Regions from separate parts of the Mus musculus genome. Here regions 2 and 3 are each linked to region 1. A link is a contact called in public Hi-C and HiChIP or PLAC-seq data. All regions are on one chromosome and are shown on one strand. The core of a region is the stretch at or near the end of the contact, and the rest is flanking DNA. Distances in the headings are between cores, read along the strand shown.

Region 1 (2,561 bases), core at 29-2,528:
TCCTCTCCTCTCCTCTCCTCTCCTCTCCTCTCCTCTCCTCTCCTCTCCTCTCCTCTCCTCTCCCTCTCCCCCTCCCCTCCCCCTCCCTCTCCCTCCCCCTTCCCTCCCCCCTCCCCTCCCCTCCCGTCCTCTCCTCTCCTCCCTAGCTGCTCTCCTTCTTTTCTTTCTCCTTCTCTTTCATCACTTTCTTCCTTTCCACATCTACTAAATACAGTTATCACACTGAGCGGATGTTGCTGGCTGTTGAAACTGGACACCAGACGCAGACACTACCGCAGTCTCCTTCATTCTGTTGCATGAGCTTGACATTTTCAATAATCATAAAAAAACAATTCGTCAGGGTCATAAGTCTGCTGTAGTGGCTCAAGGTGAACTGCACTCCCTATGAAAGCTAGCATGGACCTGTGTCTTACATAGAGATAGGAAATGACCTACTGCTATTCTTCGAGGTCAAAGCCATCTTACAACTCTGGAACCCCACTCAGTTACACAGAGCCACCTGATAGGAGGGACCCCCCCTCCAAATTTATTCAGATTGCTTATTTGGGGAAAAAAAATCTTTGCTTCATTTCCCTCAAAAATACCTTCTCCTTTTTAAACCCGAGGCAAGGATGTTCTGGAAAGAAAGACTACACCCCCCACCAAAAAAAAAAAAAAAAAAAAAAAAGGCAAAGGACATGCAAGAGAAAGGATCAATTTATTACAGCGTTAGTGGCGCTAACAGTGCATGGCTGTTCTCAGCTCTAAGGGGCCACCCAGGAGAACTGATAGCGGAATGGCCTCTAATTAAAAAGCCTTTTTCTTGGAGATACTTTTCCAGTCTTCCCCTAGAACCTTCGAACCAGTCTCACGCACTGGTTTACCATATCCCAGCCTAGCAGGGGCCAGGCGTGGCGGGAATATAATAAGCTGATGGGGAAAATCTGTGAGTGAGTAAGTGAGTGAGTGAGTGAGTGGCTCTCAATTAGAAATCCGAGCAAAGAGAAGGTCGGTCAGGAGACAGAGGAGCGGGTTGAAAGCCGGGATCCTGAGATCACGTGGCTGCCCTGTACTTACTTCCTTACCCAGGGGCTGTGGATACGGTTGGAGGCTTTTGGACGTTTCTAATTCCTTGCCCTTTGCGGGAGCGTCTTGTCCTATGCATTCCGAATAAGCCGCATGTTTAACCTAATCCCAGCAAACTGTTCTGCTTGGGGTTTCCAGGGAATAGAGGAATGCACTCTAGGCAGGATTATTTACCTCTCCTGCCCGCACCCGGGTAAGCCTCCTAGAGCAGCTAATTCTCCTGTGTTTTGGCAGCTCCTGGCCACCAGCAGTAGGGGATCAGCGGTCCTGGTCCTTCCTTCTTCCCCAGTCGGTGGCCCCTACATTCCTCCTCTACCTTGGTACCCACCCACTGGCCCCGGAGTGAGGCAGTGTCCTGACATCTCCAGAGAGAGGGAAACAGCAGGACTCTTGAGGGACCCTGAGGGCTGGTGAGTTGTCCCAGGCCTGCACATTCCTGCCCTCCCTGAGAAGCCCCAGAGTTCCTGCCATTCCCATTCCGCAGCTGCCACTCACCCTGCAGCTCTCCCTGGGTCTCCCTTGGGATGCCTGGCACTCTTGCTCCTGAGCCATTGGTCTTTGTCTCCTGGGGAGTAACCCCTTCTCTGTCCCCATTCTCCTTGAAGTTCCTTCTGAGGACCCTCTTACTTTTCCTTGACCCACTTTCCTCCACTTGGTTGGGTATGTGCGTTATATCAACTGTCCGTGGTCACTTCCTGTCTGTTATGCTCCTGGTTTGGAGCAGTGTATATACTCTGTTGAATCTTTGATGCCTTGTGATTTTCCTTGAATCGCTTCACCCTTGCTATGTGTGCGATTCAGGTGACTAGTTCTTCTCACCTCCAATTCAATTAAGGTGTGTATGTGTGTGTGTGTGTGTGTGTGTGTGTGTGTGCGCGTGCGCGCGCTCTCACACTAAGTACTCTGGCTACCATCGCTGAGACTTGAGCTCCAATTTTGACTTTGTGTGACTTTCATTATTTCCTTAATGTTTTTAGGCTTGCTGGCTCTTCCCTGAAATGCGGTTCTCGGGGACTTTTACATGACAGCATTTGGAGGATTACATGGGAAGGCACATGTGTGATAATGGTCAAGCAGAGCTGACTGTTATCACATCTGCTGGCCTCCCTTAATTCACCATTGTCACACCCATCTTTACAATTCCTTAGCGTTTATATGTCAGTGTGTGTGTATGTGTGTGCGCACGTTGATGCAATTGTGCTTATGGTGGTCATGCGGAGAACGTCCAGGAATCTTCCCCTTCCTTTCCTTTAAGCAGGTTCTGGGGATCAAACTCAAGTTGTCAGGCTTAGTGGCAAGAGTCTTTACCTGTGCTGACGTCATCTGACTCCCAAGTCAACTGTGTCTCATGAGAGTTCCTGCCTTCCTTACTCCAGGAACACGAAGCTCGCTTCTACTCTAACAACTTCCTAACTCCAGACACAGTGGCTTCTTATCTCGTCCCTTCTCTCTCCTGGGGGGACTTGTGTCCCATCCCTTGCATCCTATCTTCCTGT
Region 2 (2,561 bases), core at 32-2,531, 220 kb before region 1:
ACACACACACACACCAAAGACACAGAACAGAAGACAGGTCGAGTTCCAGTCCGAAAAGAAAAACCTCAACATGCATCCGTTCATTTTCCTCCCAGCTTACACTTGGACACTGTAATCATGGCACACCCTTCAGCCAGCCACCCACTAGAAAAGGTGCAAGGCAGGTTTGTAGCTGCTAGCGACAATGATATACAGGCAGGCTGTGCTACAGACCTACAGGCTGTACAGGGTCAGGGCTAAGCTTTGCCTCCCAGCTGGAATGCAAAACAAATGAAAATAAAGCAAAACAAACAAACAAACAAACCCACCCTTTTATTTTGGTGAATGTCACTGTAAGCTAGCCAAAAAAAAAAAAAATCTTATCTTTAAATCATACACAGATCAATAATCTAAAAGAGCAAGGAAAACAAGGAGCCATTTCGTGGTATTAGGCTGAATCACAAATCCACTGGTGTGCAAGTCCTTTTGACCCCTACACTGAGCAATTGCATTGCACATGGTTTAACCGAATCCACGGGGTGCTTCCATTGGAAGCCACAGCTTCAGTCCAAGGACCTCCAAGACCTGAAGGGTTACACAGAGCTAACCTGCAACTGACGCTCTGTTCTGTTCCTCTTGAGTAAGAAATAGGAAAGCCGTCCTTGATATAACTGAAAATGTTTCCCTCTCCATACAGGGTGGCGAGCATTTAAAAACAAGGGAGGAAGGGCCAGAAAATACATACGCAGGAAAGCAAACTAACTCCTGAGGAGACAGCTCGGGGCACAGCATCCTTGCTTTACCATCACCAAGACCTGAGTTCCACCCCCAGAACCAAGCAAAATCAGACAGATGTGGTGGGGGGTCCTTGTAAGCCGGAACTGGAGAGGCAAAGCCAGATCGAGCCATGGGGTCATTGTCCTGTCTGCCCACGCTACTTGGCAGTTACTGACCAACAAGCGTTCTCGGCCTCAAATGAAGTGTATGGCTTCTGACATACAACACTTGATGTTGTCTTCTGTCCTCCATGTGGAGTGTACAACACACACACACACACAATTTTAAAACTATACATAAGCCAGGGAACTCCAGCTGAGCTAGATGAGATCACTAGAAGCTTACTTCTCAATCTCAGCATTTGGGTTTTCCAGTCATGGCATCCTAATGATACAATTTACAATTTCACTTTGATAGCACAGATGTGGTTCATAAACTCCTTTTCCTCCAGCTTCTTAAGTCAGGCTATTTCCTGGCAAGCCTCCCCCCCCCCCCACACCCCACAATTCAATACCTAGCAGTTCTTGTCAGGCTACCTAGAAGTGGGGTGGGGGTTGGGTGGGGAGGACGATGACATACCAGCTGCCGCTCCCTACTTCCCATCCCAGCAATAAAAGAAGTCGGTCCATGACATCGCATCCTCTCGTGCTGCAGACTCTACCATGACAGCTGCCTTGCCAGACAGCCGCCCCAGCAAGTGAAGTCTAGAATGCAGTCTCCTGGCAGTCAACCGCACGGGCGTTCCTGAGCTTGAGAGATGATAGCTCAGCTTAAGTGTCAACGGCCTGCACAGTCCCTTCTGACTTCTGACCACTGAGTTCTAGTTGTCCAGTTCCCAGTGACTTGCAGGGCTAGCTTTGCTATAGGACAGAGTCTGGGCTGCTCCACTGTTCAGGTCCAGCATTCAACAGGCCTGGTGAGATCTCTCCGGGAGCCAGGAATGTGCTCAGACACTTATTTTGTGGAGCAGCAGGACTAAGTGGCCCAAAGCTACCCATGTTCACAAGATGTACAAAGGACATAAAACATTTGTAAACGAGAGGAAGTCAAGAGAATGTGTCAGGAGGGGCGGGCAACAAAGAAGTAGCTAGGGTGGAAGAGAGCAAAGACAAAAAAGAATCAAAACAACCTTAAATGGAAAGTCACTACACTAATTAGCTCATTCATATGTTTCGCAGAATTAGGTCCACGGCATTAACTACAACAGGTCAAACTAGAAGGTCAGACAAAATCAGGTTAGAGCTGGTTCAGTGGGAGGTGGGATTATTAGTAATTAGTGTGACTGGAAGAAGTCTTTGTCAGGGGATAGAGACAACTCCAAAGAACCTAATGGCTTTTACTGAAGGGTTATTAACGTGAGATAGCCTGTGAAAGCCAATCTAATTACACTTGTCAGAAAGAGACAGAAGAGATGGAAGAGGGCAGGGGCTTATAGGGTTTCTGCTGATTAGACTCCTAGCCAGTAAATATTAGGAGACCCAGAATAAAGAGAAAGCAGACAGAAAATCACCGCAACCCTCGCACAGAGCCATCGCTTTGATGAAGTTGACTGAAGTGAATCAAACCACCTCGCCTTAACATACAGTTAGGTAAGCTGATACACTGTAGGCTAGTTGAAAGCCATGAAATTACGCATTCTCTAAACAGAATATTTTCTCTAAACAGATAAAATATTTCCATCTCCTCAAGTGAAAAATCTAATTTAGAATGTACTTCTCAATTCCCTGGAGGGTGCCTGGTGACTGTCAGTACACCTGCGGGCTCTTGAAAAGACAAAGCTCAGTGAGTCTCAGTCTCTCTCTCTC
Region 3 (2,561 bases), core at 42-2,541, 160 kb before region 1:
GTGTGTGGTCTAGTGGACCTGAGATGCATAGCATTCAGGGAAGTAAGCATGCTATGTTTACAATGGAATAAAGAAGGCCCCCTCAGTACCCCAAGAGGCTGCCCCTCTATTCAAACCAAATCTGTCTTTAATCTAGAAGGAAGTAACAACATTTGAAAAAGTTATGTGTGTAGCAAGGGTAGAGGTGAACTCAGGTCCCCTGCAAGAATAAGATGTACTCTTAACTGCTGAGTCATCTCTCCAGCCTCATTATTGGCATTTTAGGAAATTCAAAGGTGCCTGGAGAGATGGCTCAGTAGCTAAGAGCCAGAGAGCCCACATGGAGACCCACAGTGATTAGTAACCCCAGTTGCAGGGGATCCAGCGCCCTCTTCTGGCCTTCACAGGCACTGCATGCACATAGTGCATACATACACACACACACACACACACACACACACACACACACACACACAAACACACAGGCAAAACACCCATGCACATAAAATGAATAATAATTTAAAAAGAAAGAAATTCAAAGAACCAAAGGAGCCAACCAAGCCCTTGATTATTTTCATGTGTTAGCTAATAGCAAGTGTTGGAAATGATGGTATGAGAAGACAGGGAAAATGGGCCATGTATATTTTCTCGCCTTGATCCCGGGCAAGAAAAATGTGTGCTAAGAAAAGGAGGGATTACACGGGGTGTGTGGACAAGCTCCTCTAATCCCAGCATGAGGGAGGCAGAGGCAGTCAGGATTTCAGTGAGTTCGAGACCAGCCTGGTCTAATAGTGAGTTCCTGGGTAGGCTAAGGCTATATAGGGAGAATGTCTCAAAAGCAAGCAAGCAAACAAACAAACAACAACCAAAAAAGAAATAGAACAGGAATGGCTGAGTGGGTTTTGGGCAGTGTTTCATTGTCCTTAGAAGAATAAGAAAGTCATGATGCATGTTCAAAGAATTGACTGTGGGAATTCTACCAGGCTAAGCACTCTAAAACTGGCATCATGCAATATACAGATCAATAGCAAAGTCTTTGCTAGGAATTTGAAGTTCGGTTTCTTTCTTTACTCATAGTGACAAAAGAACAAATAAAAAACGCATGACCATGGGAGGGAGGGATGGGGAGGAAAGAGAACTCCCCATTTTGTACTCTGAGTGGTAGTGTTTTCCCTCATGTTTGGAGCAATGGGATCAGGCATTTTCATCTTGCACTGGTTCCCATAAATTATGTAGACAGCCTTGACAGCCCTGACTTCTCAGATTCAACAGCAGCAGGCTTATGTGCAATTAGGGTCACAGGGGAGGGTGGAGGTGGACCTCACAGCCTCACACTGTTATTTTAGGAAGGGTGGAGCTGACCGAGATTCCGTGAAGGAATGCACTTCAGAGAATAAGTATGAAGATGAAAGAGCGGGGAGAGCCAGGCGTTCATTATGTCCTGTCTGGGCGCTCTCTTAACAAATGAAGGACAGATAGCCCACAGAGGGGGAGGGGGAGGGGGAGGGAGAAAGGGAGAGGGGGGGGGAGATGGAGAGAGAGAGAGAGAGGGAGATGGAGAGAGAGAAGAGAAGAGAAGAGAGAGACGGAGATGGAGACAGAGAGAGACAGAGAGAGACAGACATGGAGATGGAGACAGAAAGAGAGAGAGAGACAGAGAGAGGCAGACATGGAGATGGAGACAGAAAGAGAGAGAGAGAGAGAGAGAGAGAGAGAGAGAGAGAGAGAGAGCCAGCACACTGGGCTTCATTCCCAGCAAACCTAAAGAACCAGAAAGTGAAGTCGGTGATCCGTAAGTGAAAATAATAACAGGCACTCTATCATCGATGCTATTAGGCAGGAAAGATTACATATATGTTTCTACCCCCAAATCAGCATAAACGTCAGTCTTGTGGGCACCTGCAAAGATTTTATTTGGGTTAACTGATCAATAAAACAAAAATAAACTCGATGACCAGGGCAGATGCTTTTAGACGGCTTAACATCAATCTTTTATGGACATTTAAGCAAGCCCACCAAAAATCAGAAATAGTAGTTCTGCACTCCTTGTCAGATTTCTAAAAGTTCATGTTGTTTAAAGGTATTCTATTGCCAAAGTAGCCTGACTAGTGACTGTGAAGTCCGCCCTACCCCCTTCTTTTTGGAATCCCGAGTATGCCTTTACTTTTAAAACCAGGTTCTCCCAAGGGAGAGTGAGTTACAGGGAAAGGTGCCATTCCCTAGATCTCTCACATCTGCTATTCTTAATCTCCAATCAACGGAAATATTCAGGTGAGCTTTACAAATAAAACTGAAACGTGTCTGACCTTTACGACCTGAGTTGTTGAATCAAAGCCGCTTGTTATGGAGAAAGACCACAGAGGTGAGCACTCACTCCAGGAATTTGCTACCATGTTATCAGGAGGTGAGCAACATCTGGGGCGGGCTCAGCTCTTCATCTTTCGCTCATTTTACATTAACAGTAGCAAGCCTTTCCCATGTGCTATTGACTGTCACCATAGCCTACAAAAGAAAAAAAAAGAGGAATGCTTATTTGTTGTGATTATATTTATTGAGCCCTTACTTATGCTTGGACAGTCTCT

The links. A called contact is a pair of places that touch in the nucleus more often than the background predicts. HiChIP or PLAC-seq counts read pairs in DNA pulled down with a chosen protein or histone mark.
Region 2: a contact with region 1 is called in a Hi-C map of nephron progenitors, with 1.9 times the contacts expected there. The contact joins two enhancer-like sites. A contact is called at or near these places in 1 of 15 datasets of contacts at CTCF or cohesin (the NIH/3T3 cell line), 6 of 484 Hi-C or Micro-C datasets (the N1E-115 cell line, bone marrow-derived macrophages, cerebral cortex and 2 more), 10 of 115 datasets of contacts at active chromatin or transcription factors (bone marrow-derived macrophages, craniofacial prominence, embryonic basal ganglia and 5 more) and 4 of 9 other capture datasets (adipose tissue, embryonic stem cells, liver and 1 more).
Region 3: a contact with region 1 is called in an H3K4me3 HiChIP or PLAC-seq map of craniofacial prominence, with 2.7 times the contacts expected there. The contact joins two enhancer-like sites. A contact is called at or near these places in 2 of 15 datasets of contacts at CTCF or cohesin (the NIH/3T3 cell line and large pre-B cells), 12 of 484 Hi-C or Micro-C datasets (B cells, CD4 T cells, bone marrow-derived macrophages and 6 more), 11 of 115 datasets of contacts at active chromatin or transcription factors (bone marrow-derived macrophages, a colorectal cancer cell line, craniofacial prominence and 5 more) and 1 of 9 other capture datasets (embryonic stem cells).

Annotation. Positions count from the first base shown.
Region 1 is chr15:25,444,493-25,447,053 of GRCm38.p6, reverse strand. All of the region lies in intron 1 of Gm48957 (predicted gene, 48957), which reads right to left. Among named protein-coding and RNA genes, the nearest start is that of Gm48957, 32 kb to the right of the region's middle. Within about 2 kb of position 1,278, at least 47 of the 459 cell types and tissues checked have an H3K27ac peak or open chromatin away from gene starts, as enhancers often do. A contact at or near this core is called in craniofacial prominence and nephron progenitors, where this site is marked.
Region 2 is chr15:25,668,946-25,671,506 of GRCm38.p6, reverse strand. All of the region lies in intron 2 of Myo10 (myosin X), which reads right to left. Among named protein-coding and RNA genes, the nearest start is that of Myo10, 48 kb to the right of the region's middle. Within about 2 kb of position 1,281, at least 17 of the 459 cell types and tissues checked have an H3K27ac peak or open chromatin away from gene starts, as enhancers often do. A contact at or near this core is called in nephron progenitors, where this site is marked.
Region 3 is chr15:25,602,196-25,604,756 of GRCm38.p6, reverse strand. No RefSeq gene overlaps it. Among named protein-coding and RNA genes, the nearest start is that of Myo10, 19 kb to the left of the region's middle. Within about 2 kb of position 1,291, at least 11 of the 459 cell types and tissues checked have an H3K27ac peak or open chromatin away from gene starts, as enhancers often do. A contact at or near this core is called in craniofacial prominence, where this site is marked.